Linked DNA regions of Mus musculus: regions 2, 3 and 4 are each linked to region 1. Evidence: chromatin contacts called from public HiChIP or PLAC-seq and promoter capture Hi-C data. All regions are on one chromosome and are shown on one strand. Each heading gives the region's core, a stretch centred on a gene start, on an enhancer-like site or on the middle of the called end of the contact. The rest is flanking DNA. Distances are from core to core; before and after follow the strand shown.

The links. Promoter capture Hi-C pulls out the DNA fragments that hold promoters and counts their contacts. HiChIP or PLAC-seq counts read pairs in DNA pulled down with a chosen protein or histone mark.
Region 2: a promoter capture Hi-C map of embryonic stem cells shows a contact between it and region 1, with 32 read pairs. The contact joins the promoter of Ecel1 here to the promoter of Nppc in region 1. A contact is called at or near these places in 28 of 39 promoter capture datasets (the 3T3-L1 cell line, the C10 cell line, the HPC-7 cell line and 15 more), 1 of 15 datasets of contacts at CTCF or cohesin (large pre-B cells), 7 of 484 Hi-C or Micro-C datasets (bone marrow-derived macrophages, embryonic stem cells, liver and 1 more), 15 of 115 datasets of contacts at active chromatin or transcription factors (embryonic basal ganglia, embryonic forebrain, embryonic hindbrain and 6 more) and 4 of 9 other capture datasets (adipose tissue, embryonic stem cells, liver and 1 more).
Region 3: a contact with region 1 is called in an H3K4me3 HiChIP or PLAC-seq map of embryonic basal ganglia, with 7 times the contacts expected there. The contact joins the promoter of Alppl2 here to the promoter of Nppc in region 1. A contact is called at or near these places in 23 of 39 promoter capture datasets (the 3T3-L1 cell line, 3T3-L1-derived adipocytes, the C10 cell line and 15 more), 1 of 15 datasets of contacts at CTCF or cohesin (embryonic stem cells), 1 of 484 Hi-C or Micro-C datasets (bone marrow-derived macrophages), 15 of 115 datasets of contacts at active chromatin or transcription factors (the 230-238 cell line, craniofacial prominence, embryonic basal ganglia and 10 more) and 5 of 9 other capture datasets (adipose tissue, embryonic stem cells, liver and 2 more).
Region 4: a promoter capture Hi-C map of liver shows a contact between it and region 1. The contact joins the enhancer-like site here to the promoter of Nppc in region 1. A contact is called at or near these places in 14 of 39 promoter capture datasets (the 3T3-L1 cell line, the C10 cell line, the HPC-7 cell line and 8 more), 5 of 484 Hi-C or Micro-C datasets (B cells, cerebral cortex, liver and 1 more), 8 of 115 datasets of contacts at active chromatin or transcription factors (embryonic basal ganglia, embryonic stem cells, hepatocytes and 2 more) and 2 of 9 other capture datasets (embryonic stem cells and macrophages).

Annotation. Positions count from the first base shown.
Region 1 is chr1:86,669,295-86,671,837 of GRCm38.p6, forward strand. It overlaps Nppc (natriuretic peptide type C), which reads right to left and starts at 1,279. Exons shown (of 3, transcript NM_010933.5): 1 at 1,055-1,279; 2 at 350-660. The coding sequence starts at 1,144. The coding sequence ends at 370.
Region 2 is chr1:87,154,868-87,157,410 of GRCm38.p6, forward strand. Ecel1 (endothelin converting enzyme-like 1) reads right to left here and starts at 1,269. Exons shown (of 18, transcript NM_001277925.1): 1 at 1,153-1,269; 2 at 1-221. The coding sequence starts at 122. The region is part of intron 3 of Gm33292 (a long non-coding RNA gene); the gene reads left to right.
Region 3 is chr1:87,088,649-87,091,191 of GRCm38.p6, forward strand. Alppl2 (alkaline phosphatase, placental-like 2) reads right to left here and starts at 1,280. Exons shown (of 11, transcript NM_007433.3): 1 at 1,052-1,280; 2 at 847-963; 3 at 625-740; 4 at 302-476; 5 at 58-230. The coding sequence starts at 1,115. The region is part of intron 1 of Gm29371 (a long non-coding RNA gene); the gene reads left to right.
Region 4 is chr1:86,931,901-86,934,443 of GRCm38.p6, forward strand. All of the region lies in intron 10 of Dis3l2 (DIS3 like 3'-5' exoribonuclease 2), which reads left to right. Among named protein-coding and RNA genes, the nearest start is that of Gm41909, 5.1 kb to the left of the region's middle. Within about 2 kb of position 1,276, at least 3 of the 459 cell types and tissues checked have an H3K27ac peak or open chromatin away from gene starts, as enhancers often do. A contact at or near this core is called in liver, where this site is marked.

The DNA of each region.
Region 1 (2,543 bases), core at 29-2,528:
GCTAGCTGGCCAGTGGTCAGTGGTGGGTTTGGAGGCTGGGACTGCATAAGCCTGTCTCTATTTTTCTAGAGGAAGCCAGATGGAGTACTCTAAGGCTGAACCTGGTCTCTGACCTGGCCCGTGTTCACTTTTTTGTTGTTGTTGTTTTTTAAATCTGTAAAATGGGATATGTGAGGTGGCAGGCAAATGTCTGGGTACACTTGATCCCATGCCTAAATTGGTTGGGGGAAGGTCACAGAACATAGGGATCAGGGAGGAAACCAAACAGTCTGCGAAGGACAGTGATAAGAGCTTGGCTCTCTTGGGTGCAGAGCTAGGCGAGCGGGGAGCGTCCGATGGTGTTACTTACCGCCGCCAGGGGTAGCTGCACTAACATCCCAGACCGCTCATGGAGCCGATCCGGTCCAGCTTGAGGCCAAAGCAGCCTTTGGACAAGCCCTTCTTGTTGCCGCCTTTGTATTTGCGCGCGTTGGGGTGCTCGTGCAGAAGGCGGGCCCAAGCAGCCCGGGACTTGGTGTCCACACGCAGGTCCCGGAGCAGTCGCGATCGGTCTCCCTTGAGATTGGCTCCCCCGCTGCCTGGAGTCTTGTCACCCTTTTTCTGATTGCCACCAGCTGCCTGGGAATCCGCCAGCTCCTCCCCTGGCGGGGTTCTCGGGACCTGTCGGAGAAAAGAGTGGACAGGTGAAAGAGTGCACCGATGTAGCATAGATGACTTTTACGGGGCCCAGAGTGGCGTGGCCCTTCTCAGCCATGAGCGTGCCTCCACCGATGCGGGACAGCTGAGTCCAGCATCCACCTGCCACGCAGCCTTCTTGCCTGCTCCTCCGGGGAGCCCATTGCTCTTCCCGTGCCGCAGGTCATGCTGGGCACATTGGGGCACGGGAGGTGTGCATGTGTCGACATTCTCCCGAGGCTGGGAAATGAACCCGAGAAGTCCCCGCTTTGAGGGAGCAAGTCCGAGGGGGTCTGCCTTTCCGGGTTCTCTGCTCCCTCCTGCGCACCACATCTTTCCACGCCCCTCACAAGCCCAGCGTCCCCGCGACAGCACCCACCTTCGGTGGTGTCCCGGGCTTGGCTTCAGAGGGCCGGAGCGAGAGTAGCGCGAGCAGCAGGGCGCAGGCGATCAGCTGGGAGAGGTGCATGGTGCCGATGGGACCGAGGTGTGCAGACGGTCTGCAGCCGGGACTGCCGGTGAGCAGTCGGATAGGCGGATGCGGAGCAGGATTGCCAAGCGAGCACAGGTCCTACTGCTGTGCGGCGCCGGCTGGGTGCGCTCTGAGTCCGTGGCTCCGCTGGAGCCTTTATAATCCAACCTGCCGCTGATGTCATCTTCCCGCCCACCGGGCCTCCAGGGCCAATGGCACAGCGCACGCGGCCGAATCGACGGCCCGGAGGGGGCCGGGAGGGGGCCGGGAGGGGGCCACGGGGGCTCCCTCTTCTGCTCCAACCCACATCCCACCTCCGAAGGAGCCGGCGGCTCGGCTCGCTGCGCTCAAAGCCACAAAGCGGCGCGCAGAAAAGAACTCCATTTGTAGAATGCGCTTCGCCCTAGTACTCAGGCTTCTAGGCGTCCCTGCGCTGTGTATCTGCTGCTCCTGATACGTGTCTGTACTCCTTCTGCAGGTGCAAAGGCTTAGAAGAAATGTCCTTTATGCAAAGTTACACAGGTTGAAAGTTGGTGCGGCCCAAAATCTACACAGATCGCTCTGTTTCCAAACTCTTCACAAATGCTGCCACGCGCTAGCCAGGGTGGAAGGGCTGACCATGTCTACACGCTCAAACATGGGGGCGGCAGAGGATGGGGTTAGTAGATCCCAGTGGGAAGTGGAGGGAGAGCTTGAATGTTGTAGCTGCAAAGGAGACTTGTAAGTCTCGGATACCCACGAGTGAGAGGATGTCATCAACCCACGAGTGTGAGCCAGGAGTTTGTGTGTGTGTGTGTGTGTGTGTGTGTGTGTGTGTGTGTGTGTGTGTGTGTTGGGAGGTTAGGAGGCAGGTAGCTTTCCTTCAGTGATGTACTGGCCCTTCCTGAAGGTGGAGATGTCCACTTTAGTGTCCTGAATACCCTAAGAAACTATGGGCAGTACTGGGTTTTAACCAGCTCCAAGCCTCAATAGGCCATCGCCATTGAGTTTGGGGTTGTAGTTGCCTTCTGGCTATAGGGACCGGGCCACTTATTTCTGCTGCACACAATTCCTCGCCTTGACCTGGAATCTTGGTCCATCGGACTCTAGGGAGCTCTGCAATTTAGAGCCACGAGAGAACTTGTAGTTTCAAGAATGGAGTGATGTGCAAGAGTTTGTGTCCCTTCTCCTGAGCAGGATGCAGGCTTGAGCGAGGGAAATGAATGTTGGCAGGGTCCCTGTGGTCTCATGGAGCAAAGAGCCTGGGAGAGAGGACGAGAAGCAGGAGCCAGTTAGCTTCTTACAGAGAAAGGGAAGTGGGAAGAGAGGGTAGTGGGAAGACTGCTGGGATGGACATGGGTCTAGAGGACCCAATGCTTCTGGAGGATACAGAGGAAGCAAGAGTGTACTGAGTGTG
Region 2 (2,543 bases), core at 19-2,518, 490 kb after region 1:
GAGCCCCTCGGGAAGCCTGGAGGCAGTGAGGTCCCTCGAGCGCCCCCGGTGCCACACCGGCTCACATACTTGACTTCCTGGAACTCGTCGTAGTGCGCTGTCATGGAATACGGGGCCTCCATTGTGCCGAGGCTTTGGCTGCAGACCCCTTGTTTGGTCGATTATAGGCTGCTTCTGTCTGCGGGCTTTCTGGTCGGAGCCCACATGGCCCTCGGTCGCAGCTGTAGGAAGGGAACATTAGCAGGCTCAGAGAGGCCCTGGAAAGTGAGGGGACCCAGAAAACAAAGGGTGGGAGTTAGTTTAAGAAGATGGAGGCCACCTGTGATCCACAACCAAGGATCCCACTTCACTCCGTCAACCAAGAAAGAAGGGTTCAGTTGCCAGCAGCTCTTACTGGAATAGTAGCCTTTAACCTGCCTACCCAGGTCTCCACAAGCTCACCACAGAGTAAGGATGCTCGGACACAAAACCAAAGAGCACCGGGCACAAAGTGGGGGCTTCACTGACAACCTGTTTCCCTTGTCTTTGCCTTTCTTGCCCATCATCCTCTCCAGACAAGCCAGGTGGGGGAGGGGGAAGCAGAGGCCGGAGAAAGGAGGTGTGGTCAGGGGCGCCTCTCTGCGGACCCTGAAGCCTCCTTCAGTTCTCCGAACTAAAAGCGACCAGACACCCAAACTTCGTCCTCGGGGAAGTCTGCAGGACCACTCTCAAGCCACCCTCTGGCTGTTTCTCTTCAATGGCTCCAAAGCCCACAAGTCCCTTCCCCAAGCAGCAGCCCTCTCCATTCCCCATCTTTCCCCCACCCGACTCCCCAACCCCGACGGCCCAGATGGAAAACCAGAGACTGGTTTCATCATTTGCCACCCATCAACGCCCCGGGCCATCCCTGTCGTCAACAGGTTCTCCCCAGAATCCAAAGTTGGGAGAAGTTTCACCCCCTTTGCTGCGCCAGCCCTGAGCTCAATCTCTTGCGTCGCGCGGCGCAGTCAGCGGAGCTTGAGAGCCGAGTCCTGGAGTCGCAGCCGCAGCCGCAGCTGGAGCCAGAGCCGGGAGGACAGAGACAAAGCCGAGAAGCTCGGCTCGGCAGCCGCGGTGGCCTCGGAGGTGGCTGTGATGATGTCCTCGGAGGCGGCGGGCCCGAATGACACTTACCCGGCAGGTGCGCGTCTGGGCCGGGCGAGGACCGAGGGAGGGGTCGGGAGCAAATCCCGGCCTCAGCCGGAGAGGAGCTGGGCTGGCTGCGGCTCTCTTCGTGCGCCCGCCGCCTCTGCCGCCGCGCCGCGCCGCCCGCCAGCCCCGAAGGAGGGGGCGCGCCGGCGGCTCCACCCTCCTTCTCCCGCCCCCTGCACCCCTCCTTCTCTCTGCTTCCCTCTGGGCTACCTGTCAGCTCCAGCAGTGCGGAGGTGGGGATGGCGACCGCGGAGATAACGCTCCTGAGAGTGATGCACCAGCTTCTGGCTCCAGGACTCCGGAGTCCAGATCTGTCCCGGGAGGAGGAAGCACGGTCCCTTCTGATGAGCCACTTGGAGCCACCTACCAGTCTGCGGTAAAGGGACTGAAGCTGGAGATCTGGAGGCCAGAGGGAAGTCTGGGCCGAGCCCACAGAAGCTCAGCCCAGGGAGGACTCCAATGGGCAGGTGAAGAGCCTGTATCTGGACCAGCACTCTGCCAGGCGCCATCAGCACCAAGACTTCTTTGTCCTTTTAACTCCTGCTTGCCCCATCTGGGTTCTGGTTGGTACAAGACCCTTTACCTAGCTCTCCTGGGGAGGTTGCAAGTAGAGGCTGAGGCTGTGGCCTCCTCAACCTTAGGTTTTCCTGACATCATTGGCAGGAAGTCCCAGACCCACATAGAAAGGCCTAGAAAAGGATGGTAGGGTGGGGAGAGGGAGGAATCTTGCTCCACTTCCCTCACGGGACTACACAGGGTGAGTTTGTCCAGTCTTCCACCCATTCCGGTTGGCTGAACTAGCTTTTTAAATGTTGGGGACCTCGCTCCTTCCAAGAGACAGAATCATCTTTACCTCTCCACTGTACCCACAAGGTGAAGCCCACACGTGACAGAGACCTGGGAGCTTTCTGAAGGACTGCTACTGTTTCAGGAATCTGCTTTCTCTGCCTCGACTTACCCATCTCTTCTGGTATCCCCAGCAAAGGACCACACAGCCCCAGCAATCCCAACCTTGTGGCTCCAGCCTGCAGCCCTGGCCTAAGCAATGTTTCAGACATTGGTGAAGACCGATGTGATAGAACCCATGTTGAGGTGGGACTGCGGAGAGCGACCACCATCCCGTCGCCATCCCCTCCGGATGTTCTTCATCGTCAGCTACCCAGTCACTAGCCTTTAGTGGCCACCTCTACCACTTTCCTGCCTGTCCAGTCTGTCCATTTCTAAGTCCCACTCACAGGACTGTCTTTCATTCTGACCATCCTAAGGTCCTCTCCTGCCCCATGCATTCTTCTCAGGTCCAATTAATTCTACTGAGGAGCGATGGAATTACGCAAAAATGCCGTGTTTCCGTGAGGGGGGAGGGGAGGGCAGGG
Region 3 (2,543 bases), core at 30-2,529, 420 kb after region 1:
TATACTGCGATGAGTGACACCTCCATGCGGCCCTCCTCCCTCCCTCTTGGGGCTCACATCAATGTCCATGTTGGAGATGAGCTGAGTAGAGATGTCTTTGCAGCCATCCTGTAGCGCTGAGGCAGGCATTTGTGCATCCGAGTACCAACCACGGTTCACAGTGTGCGCGTAGGTGCCGGCCGGAGAAGCATGCTGCACCGACGTGGTGGTCACCACTCCCACAGACTTTCCTATAGAAAGTCACATGAGCCACCCAGGACCCCCGGGTCTGCCCAGGTCCTTCCACCCTGTCCCAACCTACCTGCTTTCTTAGCACGGTGCATCACCGAGACGACCTCGTTACCCCATGTCGTGTTGCACTGGTTGAAGCGTGCAGCTGCACTCAAGCCAATGACCTTCATGTTGGTTTTGACCCCGCAGAGAAAGGCTGTACCTGTGCCTGCGCTGTCCGGGATCTGCTTGTCTGTGTTGTATGTCTAGGGAGAGACAATCTCGGCTCAACTCTACTAGTAGACATTAGAGCTTGTCTTTTCCTGGGATTCTGGATTCTTCCCGGGAACCACTTTCCTGCCATATACCAGCTCTTGCCACCCACTGTGGAGACTCGAGTGTCTCCAAGCTCACCTTGGACAGAGCCATGTGTGGAAAGCGATCCATAGCTAGCTGTGTCTCAGGTCCCAGATGGCCTTGCTGCTGCCCCTTTAGGATCCGGGTAGCGGTTACTGTAGACACCCCCATCCCTGAAGGAGCAGAACATGATCAGGACTAACCCCTTAGGCCCACCAGGGGCCTCCTCGGGTGGCGGGTGTAGGAGAGTCCCAGGATAGGCAGGCCTCACGATCTCACCATCTCCCATGAGGATAACGAGGTTCTTAGCTGATGTCTGAATGGGCTTCAGCTTCTTGGCAGCATCCAGGGCCTCGGCTGCCTTTCGGTTCCAGAAGGCTGGATTCTCCTCCTCCACTGGCGAAGAAAAGAGCAGAGACAGGGTCAGACTGAAGACCCTGGAGCGCAAAGACGAGCGAGCAAACACCTGGAGGAGCCTCGTTACCTGGGATGACGCTCGGGCACACCTGTAGGCTGAGGCCCAGCAGCAGCAAGCAGGCTCCCCACATTGCTGTGGCAGGGTGCTGGTCTGTGAGGATGGCGGATGGAGAAGCTGCAATACCACAACACTAGCTGAGGTCCTGATGTGTTCCTCTTAAATAGGCGAAGATTTAGTTCCAACAGCAACCAAATAACTGGGCACACCTTTAATCTGCCACTCCAGGGGCAGAGACAGGCAGATCTCTGTGAGTTCCTCTTAAATAGGCGAAGACTTAGTTCCTGCCGGAAAGGCTCAGAGTCCCTCCCTAATCCTTAGGCACTACCCTGGCCCCACCCTATCCTGTGAACTGAATCTTGTCTGGCTGTAAAAAGTTGGCAAGGTGTGGAAGTCCAGGCCAACGTCCTGAATCTGTGGCTGAGGGTGGGTCCTAGGCATCTCCCCCACATTAGGTGGGAGGCTGGAGACAGCTACTGTCTGAGGGAAGAGCCTTAATCTTATGCTGCAGTGGTCACTGATCCTCCCATGGACATCCTTCTCTTTTTGTTCCAATTAGTCTTGCCCCCAATTGCCTCTCCCCTGACTAGGGCAGATATGGTATCCAGGAGCATTGGCCAGGAGAAATGTTGAATTGGAAAGATGGGGCTGATGGGTCCTATAGAACCACACTTGCACCACAGCTACTTTTGAGTGTTTGAATGCAATTGGACTGGGGGCAGTCCAAAATCCTGAGCCAAACCAGGCAAGGCCTGGGTCTTGCTCAGAAGCAGGCTTTCCCCTTATTTGATGTTGACTCGTATTCCCTTGGGCAGGTGGAGGGATCCCAGCGTGAGTGCTCTGCACAGACTCCGAGCACTTCTGTGGGTGTAACCTTCCTGTAATCTGGGGGTAAGCTAGGCTCACAGTGGCCAAGAAGTGTGGGGTCAAACCATGTCCCCATTGATGGATGCGTGGATCAGAGAAATGTGATCCACATAGGTGTGGTGGTCCAAGGTTGTAAGCCAGGTCTTCTAAGTCATGGCAGGAAAATTTAAGGGTAGCCTGTGCTACAAAGAAAATATATTGATTCAACAGCAACCAAATAACTGGGCACACCTTTAATCTGCCACTCCAGGGGCAAAGACAGGCAGATCTCTGTGAGTTCAAGGCCAATCTGGTCTACACTGTAAGTTCCAGCTACACAAACCTGCACAGAAAAACCCTGTCTTAAACCCCACTACTCAAAACAAACAAAAACAAGAACAATAAAAACAAAACAACAGCCTTTAATCCCAGCACTTGGGAAGCAGAGGCAGGCGAATTTCTGAGTTCGAGGCCAGCCTGGTCTACAGAGTGAGTTCCAGGATAGCCAGGGCTACACAGAGAAACCCTGTCTTGAAAAACAGAAACAAAAACAAAAAACAAAAAACAAACAAACAAAACAAACAAAACAAACAAAAAAACAACAAAAACCTAATCCATCAAGCCAGACTTTGTGGCACATTCCTTTAATTCGATC
Region 4 (2,543 bases), core at 26-2,525, 260 kb after region 1:
TACGCTCTGCTGTGCACCTCTTGCTTGAACAAGCCTCCTCTCTCTGCAGATCCTACTCTCTAAAACACCAATATGAACAGTACCCAAGGCAGAGACCTGGTGATGCTGGGCCTTCATCTCCTGGGGTTATTGCTCCTCTCTGTTAGTGGTTGAAAACAGCTGTTCCGTTTATTCTCTCTAGTTTTAAGTTGTTTATAGCAGAAGTCTAATATCTGTTTCTCTATCTCTGATAGCCTCAAACTCTTGAACTTGCAGGGAGAGCAGGGAGCTAGCATATGTCCTTCCTCACTCACTCTGCAGGGCCACTTCACACTTCTGCTATGCAAGTGTGAGGGCAAAGGTTTCATGGAGAAAATGCTGCAAGAAAAGCAGATGAGCAGCAAGTAATGTTCTTTATTTGTCAGACCATACAAAATCACATAGACATTGTTCTGCAGGAATTCAGCCACAGCAGGGAGAAATAAGTTATCAAAAGACTAAAGGAAAAGGAGAAGAGGTAGGCCAGGAAAATGCCAGAAAAAGTCACACGTATAGGCATACAGACCTGGACTGGAGATTATAAGCAAGATCCGTGAGGAGTGAGGTAACAGAGACGAGAAAGAGAAGAATCTGTGGAAACAGGTGGCAGAAGGGACAAAGAAGAGACAGAGGTGGGTCATCCTGGATGGTGGGGAAATATCCACAGGTAGAAATTGGAAAGTCAGGAGGACATGCTGCTGGTTTTGATCAGGCTACCACATGGAGTTGCCTGTCTCATAATAAGCATTTATATGAATTACTGCTAACCTATTTTTAAAGGACAAGAGAATAAATAAAGAGTAGATGGTGTCATAAAGCTATAGCAGGAGAGCCCTGAGGGGAGACAAGCAGCGTACCTAGTACAGAGATTGAACCTAACCTCCTAGGAAGATGGGATCATAGGCCATTTTCCTCTCTGTCCAAATTTTATAATGTGGTAATAGTAGCTTTATAATGAAAAAGCTTTGTAGTAAAAAATTATGAGGTGACAGGAATCCCAAGCTGCCCAGAAGTCACCCATCGCACCAAGTGATCAGAGCCTTCCTTCTATGTGCTTGGTATTTCTTGCATTCCAGAGAGACAGTTGACATCTGTGCATCTGGCGGGGCAACAGCATAAGGAAGAAACCAGCGAAGTCTTGGGAAAAGCCGAGGTAGTCAGTCAAGCATTTTTATGGTGGCACTTCCACAGTTGGCCATTGGGACAGCTGGATCTGCCAGGATCATTTATCCAGGGAGATGAAAAGCAAATAGGCAAGTCCAGTTTGGATTGGGATGGCCTTGGCTAAGTTCAGATTCCATTAGTTACCAGTTCATGTCAGTTCCTACTTAGAGGAAAATATTTACTGTTTTAAAAAGCAAATAATGTTTTCTGGCCATATTTATATAATCTGTGTTTATTTAAATAAAATACTGTATAAAAGGTATGTTTTTCTTTGGTCTCACAGAAATCATCTGAATGGCTATTGTGTGAAAAATCAACTCTACAGACAGATAGAGCTTTCCAATGCTCACACTTCCTTCCATAGAGTTCCAGGGTACACCCAGGTCTTTCCTATCAGGTGCAAGATACAGACAATCAATTGTGTAACATGTTAAATTTAACCGAAAGGAGGAGGAGGTGTATCCCCACCTCCCTTCCAAAGCAGAGCTTCTACCATGCATCTGATCTGGGATTCGCTCCTTTAGCCCCAAACACACCTAAGGAGAAGGAGCACTCCCCAGCAATGTGGATTCTTCACTTTGCATAAGAAAATATTTAATAAAAAGTGGTATTGTAATGATATCCCAGAATCTAAAGACAGTAAATCCCAGTTCAGTATTTTATGATTGTAACAGATTGCTTGCAGCACACCTCACAGTTGACCTCACATTAGTCTGGGAATACCACAGTTGTAAGCTCACCCTCTGGTTTCTTAATAACTCTTGCAGCATTCACTTTATTGAATATCCAGATTGCATTTGAACTTGTTACTCCAAAGGCAGTCTGTTCTGCCATAAGATTGTGTGACTCTTAGGAAATCCTCCCCTGAAAGAATCAGAAATACTGTTGTTATCTTTCTGCAATGTTTCATTTGTTAGTCCTGTTAATGCTCCTCAGTGCCCTGAAGCACAAATACAGTGTCTCGTGTGAAAATCTTTCCAAACAAGATCTATCATTTCTCTTCTGAATCACATCTCAGCTAAGGAACCTAAATATCCTTTCATGTTTTGTGGCTGATTTCTTAGTGTGAATCCACTCACCACGTCATAGAGTCTTTCTGCCTCTGAGAGGTCTACGGTGTATGACTCCCTGCCTGGCAAGCTCTCCTAGAAAGTTCATCTTTACTGAAAGAATTGGGATCTGGATAATATGTACCCATTTTGTTCAGTTATTGCTTTTCCATGGGTGTCAAAGACCATACTGTCAGATAGATGGGTTCTTTAGCAAACTGTCAGGCAGAGTCTTTAGCTTTAGTTGATTCTGGAACCCCACAATTCTGCATCTTGTTTTGTAATTTGAATTTTCTAAGGTTTGCTCTGTCA